Linked DNA regions of Macaca mulatta: region 1 is linked to region 2. Evidence: chromatin contacts called from public Hi-C data. All regions are on one chromosome and are shown on one strand. Each heading gives the region's core, a stretch centred on a gene start, on an enhancer-like site or on the middle of the called end of the contact. The rest is flanking DNA. Distances are from core to core; before and after follow the strand shown.

What was found. A called contact is a pair of places that touch in the nucleus more often than the background predicts.
Region 1: a contact with region 2 is called in a Hi-C map of fetal cortex germinal zone, with 4 times the contacts expected there. The contact joins the promoter of SLC25A3 here to the promoter of TMPO in region 2. A contact is called at or near these places in 2 of 14 Hi-C or Micro-C datasets (CD4 T cells and fetal cortex germinal zone).

The regions. Positions count from the first base shown.
Region 1 is chr11:105,888,430-105,892,223 of T2T-MMU8v2.0, forward strand. SLC25A3 (solute carrier family 25 member 3) reads left to right here and starts at 2,533. Exons shown (of 8, transcript NM_001257587.1): 1 at 2,533-2,604; 2 at 2,838-2,998. The coding sequence starts at 2,842. It overlaps LOC144332989 (a long non-coding RNA gene), which reads right to left and starts at 3,152. Exons shown (of 2, transcript XR_013401277.1): 1 at 3,011-3,152; 2 at 1-752.
Region 2 is chr11:105,806,413-105,810,452 of T2T-MMU8v2.0, forward strand. It overlaps TMPO (thymopoietin), which reads left to right and starts at 1,354. Exons shown (of 4, transcript NM_001261527.1): 1 at 1,354-1,914. The coding sequence starts at 1,636.

The sequences.
Region 1 (3,794 bases), core at 1,283-3,782, 83 kb after region 2:
CCAAAGACCACACGCTTACCATCCAATCACTCAGTCTTGGCAGTACAGATAAAAAATTGGGAACCGTTTGTGTTGGGTCTAGCATTTGCCATGCATAACATGCCAGGACCTGTATGCTTCAGGATGAAGTTCTTGTCATCAAATTTCTCCCCAAAGATGGACTTGCCACCAGTGCCATCATGGCGTGTATAGTCACCACCCTGACACATAAACCCTGGAACAATTTTGTGAAAGCAGGAACCCTTATAGCCAAATCCTGTCTCTCCACTGCTCAAAGCATAGCATGAAAGTTTCCTGCTGTCTTTGGAAACTTGTCTGCAAACAGCTCAAAGGAGACGTGGTCCAAGGGCTCGCTGTCAAAGAACACAGCGGGGTTGACCATGGCTGATAGTACAGGGCTCCTGGTGGCAGCGGTGTCTGCAAAGCCCGGTGGTGCTTTTTTACTGTGTCAATTTAGCTAGGCTAGAACCATATTTCCTAGATTCCTTTCCCTGCATAGTTTTGGGTTAGAGTTAGCTATAAGAGAAATTTGTGCAGTTTGCAAGGCAAAAGTGGAGCAACAGTCATTACATTCTGAAGGTCGCTAGCTGCTACATGGTGTAGGAGTTGGGCCTGCAGCTCCTTCAGTTACCACTGGATCTTCTAGATCAACTTCTCTGCGTTCTGGGCCACAAGCATGTGCAGCCCCACGGTGAAGGGTACCAGTTGATCCAGCTGAAAAAATGTGCGGCAAAGGGCAGTATTATCCGGTGCTGGGGGAAGGGAATAGGAAGATTCACCACAGTCATATATTTTTACATGATATTTGATTTTTTTCATGACAAAAGATTTTTAGATTAGAAAAGCACTATAAAGTTGAATTAACCAAAAAATAGACAAAGAAAGTCCAGACCCTTCACTGACTGCCTATCTATATAAGATTAGACTCCTCAGTCTGGTATGTGAGGCCCTGGACAATCAGGTGCTAGTGTACTTTTTTAACTTTATCTGTCACTACTTCCCTTCCTGTGCCCTCCACTCTGGAATTCTTCCTGGGACTTTAGTTGAGCCAGAAGGGCTGGTTCTGGGATAGTGTTGCTAAGAGAGTGCCATGATGCTGCAGCCTCAGAGCTGACTTTTTTTAGGGAACATCTTCTGTAGACTTTTAGACATTATCTCATTGAGTTCTCATAGACTTTGCAAGGTAAGTATTACTCCAGTCCAGAACCAGCCACCTAATTTTCAGGGTCCGGTGCAAACTAAAAAATGTGTGGCCCCTTGTTCATACATATATTAAGAATTTCAAGCCGGGCATGGTGGCTCAGGCCTGTAATCCCAGCACATTGGGAGGCCGAGGTGGGTGGATCACCTGAGGTCAGGAGTTCGAGACCAGACTAGCCAACATGATGAAATCCCGTCTCTGCAAAAAATACAAAAATTAGCCAAGCGTGGTCGTGCACGCCTGTAGTCCCAGCTACTCCAGAGGCCGAGGCAGGAGAATAGGGTGAACCTGGGAGGCAGAGCTTGCAGTGAGCCGAGATCACGTCACTGCACTTCAGCCTGGGTGACAGAGTGAAACTCCGTCTCAAAAAAAAAAACAAAAAAAAACAAAAAGAAAAGAAAAATTTCAAAATCAGCAGAGCATTAAACTAAGTGTAAGGCCATGTGTGATTGTACCAGTGTGAACCTGTGAGGCCAGTCCCACCCCAATCTTACATCTAAGGAACAGGTTCACAGAGATGAAGTAAATTCCCAAGGTTACTTTGTCAAGAGCTGGGAAAATATAAGAGCCAGAAGTCTAACAGGTTGAATCCCTATTAAACTCTCCCCAACTAAACTACGCCCCTCCCTGTTGAGCTGAATCTAATGAAAGCTTCCTAAATGTTTTAACCAGACACACGCACAATCTGCTATCAGTCACTTTCACTAGTTCATCGCTGTAACACCTCAGGTGTTCAATGTTTCAACGTGTTCTATAGATTATTGTGATAACGCGGCAAGCTGTCGTAAGACTTCTTGCTGCACATTTCTTTTTTAAAATATTCTCCAGAAGTCTGATGAAAAATGCAGACATACCTATATTTAATGTCAATGGATGGAACTTATTTTAAAAAGTACTGTAATGGCAGAAGTTGTGACACATAATACTGCAGTGATGTTCTCTAACTCCAACACCTAAATATATCATCAAGCATTCATGTTTTGTTTTTTAAGTGACTACTAGATACTGTGATTCACTTAAGTGAAGCGAACTGAAGCCTGTGGTCAAGAAGAGACACCTGAAGGTGAAGGGACAAAGCGAGCAGGTTAAGATCCCGAACCCGACCCCTCTCAAAAAATATACAGCCGGAACGCGCGTCTGCGCAGAACGAATCCTCCTGCGCACACGCCGGGCCGGAAGAGCAGGAGTGGGCAGGGGCGGGGATAAGGTTGCTAGGAGAACGCGATGACGCTACGGGCTCGGAGCTCTTCTCCACCAATGGGCGACGCATGCTTGTAGTGACGCGCTGTGTGCGTCACGCCGACGACGCGCGAAGGGCACACATCTTAGGGCTGGGAGGACGTTCGGCCTCTGTGAGCGGTAACCTTTCCAAGGGAGTGGTTGGGTGATCGCCATCTTAGGGAGTGAGTGTGACCGGGCCTTCCCCTGTGGCGGGTGTGGGGAGCGGAGCCCAGAGACCCTGTGGGGCCGCTGCTTTGGCGGTGGGCCCAGCCGGGAGCAGCCTCCTTCGAAGGCCGCCGTGACCTCTTCAAGGGCGCGCAGGCGGGAAGGAAAAGGCCCGGTTGGGGTTCCAGGGCGCCGGTAACATTAACCGGCGCCTTGCCTGCCATCTCACCGTCGCTCCCTCTTCCCCTAGAAAGATGTTCTCGTCCGTGGCGCACCTGGCGCGGGCGAACCCCTTCAACACGCCACATCTGCAGCTGCTGCACGATGGCCTCGGGGACCTCCGCAGCAACCCACCCGGGCCCACTGGCCAGCCTCGCCGCCCTCGCAACCTGGCAGCCGCCGCCGTGGAAGGTGAGATCAGACCTTGCCTGATACAGTCGTGGTCTATTCGTGGTCTGCCCAGCGTTTGAGGCCTGGACCCGGCTTGGAGGACAGGGAAGGACGAGTCCAGCCCGCTGCACCGTAGGACGGCGCCCAGTTGCTTGCCCGGGGATATCGGCTTTTTCCACCCTAGGCGGGTGTCAGATCCTTGGCCCTCCCTCAAGGGCGTGGAAGGGCTGAGGCCCTGTGTCCCTTCGTGACCTCCATGTCCCCGAGGGAAAAAAGGCCGCGACTAGCTCCTTATCTTCTCTGCCGTGAGCCCGCTTGGTCAGCCAACTAAGTATTGGGTAAAGTCTCTTCCCCAAACTACTGACCACCCACAGTTCTACTAACTGTATCACCTGTCCTTTGATTTGCCCTTAGTTTTCTTGAACAGTCCTTTCCTAAGTTTTATATTCGTCGACGCCAGGTCCGTCATTTTAGCACTTAATTATATATGAGATAACTGGATCTCCTGTTTTCATGCGACTGGAGGAGGCAGCTTGCAGCACTACATAGGCAATAAAAAGGAGATAATTGGTGGGCATCCCTTTGGTGTGATTATCTCTTGCGATTCTTTGTGGTTGGGCCCAGCTTTAACTTAGTTGTGTGTGTTTTAAATCCTAGTGAAGTGTGTACATACAGAGAAACCTGAAAATCGAATTGTAGGAGTCCTGAGAATGTTATCTACCTTATGCCTGTAAAATCGAAAGATTTTTTTCTTTAAATCACTCACGTGCTTCTGTTATGTCTTTAGGATGGATAAAGAATCCTTACTTACACTATC
Region 2 (4,040 bases), core at 104-2,603:
GTAGGGGCAAAAAACCAAGTAACTTTTACAAGGGATCATAAAAATCTACCTAACAACTTGCTAATTAAAACCTGATTTTTAATTTGCATTATTGAGCTTAATACCATTGCTTATATATGGATACTGAGATTTTTATAAACTAGTTACCTCTAGGAAAATATCACTAAAAGAAGTATCTCCTCAATTTGAACAAAAGTAAGTCGCTTAAATCATAGGAAACATTTTTAGTGAAAGCGTTTGTTTTAAATATATTCTAACCTAACAGTGTAGAAAGCAGGCAAACCAAAAAAAATGTAATCAGTTTCTAAAATATAGTTTGGAGCTCAGATTCTGGGGAAATTATTAACACATTCTTGATCCAAGGTCTCCTTTCTTTTCTAGAATCTTTAATCATACATATTCATCAGAAATACAAATATTTGTCATCAGTGATACTAATTTTCAGGCAAACATTTTAATTGCAGTCACTACCAGGTTTTAATTTGGATTAGTAATACGGGTTTGATTAGGGTTCTCGGCCTAATTATAGGTCACTAGGCTTCCTTTAGGATTACGCAACATCTGCTATTTTAAATTGACCATTGAGGGGGTTCCCAAGGGTTCGGCTTCGTTTTGTTATCAAACGTTAGTGGGATCCAAAGCCAGGATCGGTTTCAACAAAAATGCAAGCGCGAATTTGTCTTGAGTCTCAACGCACTGTTCAAATTAAACAATTTAGACATGCCCCAACTACGAGACTAAGAAGTGAACGGTATAGTACACTTTTGTCACAAATTCAAGGGTAAAGTGCCCGATGGTAGAGGTCTGGCTTCTCCCGGGTTTCTGGAACAAAAGAAGCGTTCGCGAGTAGACAGAGGGGTAACTCCCTGCCCTCCCCCTCCCAAAGTAAATCAAATCAAGGAATATGAGTGCCTGCAGACAAGTCTCGCTTCTTTTCTTCCCCTTCATGGCTAGCGTTTGGGGAAGGCAAGGCTGCGGCTACTCTTCGGTGCTTCAGTGTCCCGGGAGGAAGAAAGGCCCAGACAAGGGTCCTCACAGCCGGCGTGGAATTCGGCCGGTTCGTAGGCGATCGACCCCAGAGACGAAAGCTGCTTCTCAAGCTGGGGGAGGGAGAGGAAACGGCGCACAAAAGCAGTACGACCTGTCCCTTATCGGCGTCTAAGGGGAAGGGTGGAGAAAATGAAAACAGAAGCGGGCCGGGCGCCTCGGCTCCCGCCCCAGCGCCTTTTAAACTGCGTTTCTACCTCCTCTCGCTCAGCGCGGCGGCTAATGGAACCCGCGCGGGCCGTCCCGCCAATCACCGCCGCGCTTCCTCCCGTCGCCCGCCAATGGCGCCGCGCGTTCTTGGGGCGTGGGCGAAGCAAGCTGCTCGCCTCCTGCCTGTAGTGTGTAGGCTGGGGTTGGTGCGGGCTTCCAGCTTGGCTGCACTTCGTCCGTAGTTCGGCTCTGGGGTCTTTTGTGTCCGGGTCTGGCTTGGCTTTGTGTCCGCGAGTTTTTGCTCCGCTCCGCAGCGCTCCTACTGGGCAGGAGCCGTGAGGCTCGGAGGCGGCAGCGCGGCCCCCGGCCAGGAGCGAGCGCGCCGGCGTGAGCGGCGGCAGCGAAGGCTGCGGGGAGGGGGCTTCGCAGATCCCCGAGATGCCGGACTTCCTGGAAGACCCCTCGGTCCTGACGAAGGACAAGTTGAAGAGTGAGTTGGTCGCCAACAATGTGACGCTGCCGGCTGGGGAGCAGCGCAAAGACGTGTACGTCCAGCTCTACCTGCAGCACCTCACGGCGCGCAACCGGCCGCCGCTCGCCGCCGGCGCCAACAGCAAGGGGCCCCCGGACTTCTCCAGTGACGAGGAACGCGAGCCCACGCCGATTCTCGGCTCTGTGGCCGCCGCCGCGGGCCGGAGCCGAGCAGCCGTCGGCAGGGTAAGGACGCGGGGCCGGGGCCACAAAGGCGGGCGTTTGGCGGTTGCCGCGCGCGCTCGCCGCCGTTTGCAGCCCCTCCCTCCCGGGCGCCCCCTTGGGCCTCCCAGGTGCGGGGCTGTCCCTGCGCCCCCTCGCGTTGCCCCTTCCCCGCGGGGCTGCAGGCGCTGGAGCGGAGAGGCCAGAAGTTGGGGCACCGGGATTCGCGTTCTTTGACGTGTGTGTCTGGGAGGTGTGGAGTTGCGTTGGTGGCGGTTGTTTTGCACGCGGGCGACGCGGCTTCCCTGGACCACCAGCTGCCGGCAGCGGGCGTTTAGACGGGGACTTCCGTGGCCTTTCGAAAGCTCTGGAGGGGTGGCCCCAAAATGCTATAGGTTAAGTTCGAGCGTTTTCCCGCTTTATTAACTGAAATGACTCGCAGCAGAGTCTCACAGCGCTCCCTGGAGGGCAACTGATGACACACTAATTTCTAACCAAAATTTGAATTAAGGAAATTCCCGCCTTTTTATACTTTTGCGTATGGAGGGCTTTTTGAACCGTTTATGTTTTCTAGTTTAATTTTTCCCACCAACAGGACATCTTTTGGCGGGACGGCTTCACGCAGAATTGAAAGGAACAGTTTAAACTACATTTTAAAGCGCCTATTATAATTTTTAAATATTTATTTATTTATTTTTGAGATGGAGTTTCGCTCCTGTTGCCCAGGCTGGCGTGCAATGGCGTGATGTCGGCTCACTGCCACTTCCGCCTCCCGGGTTCAAGCGATTCTCCTGCCTCAGCCTCCCGAGTAGCTAGGATTACCGGCATGCGTCGCCACGCCCGGGTAATTTTTGTATTTTAGTAGAAACCGGGTTTCTCCATGTTGGTTAGGCCGGTCTCGAACTCCTGACCTCAGGTGGTCCACTCACCTCGGCCTCCCAAGTTCTGGGATAACAGGCGTGAGCCACCGGACCCGGCCCTATAAACAAATATTTGAAAATTACTCACAGTTTGGATTGCGTTTTTCTCCCTTACTGGTAAATTTTGCTTGAGGAAAGGAAAGAGGATTCAGGAAAAATTTATTGCATGACATTCTGGTGCAACAGTATTGCAATTTGGAATGTCTGATCCTGGTTAAATCTCAAATCGGCTCCAGCAAAGCATGTTTTGTTTGAGAATAGTTTGCTTTTTTTCCTGTGGATTTTAATATGCTTTTTGTGTGTTTGCTTATGCCTGCCGAGTTACCAGGCTTCAAGTCGTAGTAGGATGAAGCTAAAACTAGTAATTGGTGTAACATAAAATGCCTTGTAAGAGACAGTGAATGTGGTGTTTGGGGTTGTTGCGAGTTATCACTAGTGTAAACCGAAATTACTCCTTCCTTCAAAGTTTACTTTAGTTTTTAAGGAACCTGTCTAATGTGTTTTCCCAGCTACTCAGGCAAAAATGAAAGACAAATGTAATAGACACAGGTAAATTTAATTGAAAATCTTATCCTAAGTTTTAGAGAAGTTGAACGTCTTAACAAACGTCTTAAGTCCGGTGTGTGACACATAGTAGTGCAAAATAATTGTACAATAAATAAAAGACCTATCACACCTTATTGTTTCAACGTCTTGTTTTGTGGAAAGCTACTTTAATTTATTAATAAACAAATTTACTTTTGAAGTAAAGTGTGCCCTTTTACCCATTATGTTCCCCTGTTCTGAAAAAGAAGGTAGTATTTAAACTCTTTCAGTAGACGTTGGTTGAGGCCGGGCGCGGAGGCTCACTCCTGTAATCCCAGCACTTTGGGAGGTACAGGCGGGTGGATCACCCGAGGTCAGGAGTTCTAGACCAGTCTGGCCCACATGGTGAAACTACTAAAGAAAAAAAAATACAAAAATTAGCCGGGCCTGGTGGCAGGGGCCGAGGCAGGAGAATCGCTTGAACCCGGGAGGCGGAGGTTGCAGTGAACCGAGATCACGCCATCGCAGTCCAGCCTGGGGGACAGAGCGAGACTCCGTCTCAAAAAAAAAAAAAAAACAGTTGTTTGAAAATGAAATATTCAAATCCGCACACTTTATTAAAAAACCTAGTTGTTCTATAGAACCCTTTATCGGTCCTCTGTGCAAATGTATTAAACCGTGAAGTTTTTGGTTGTATGTTTATAA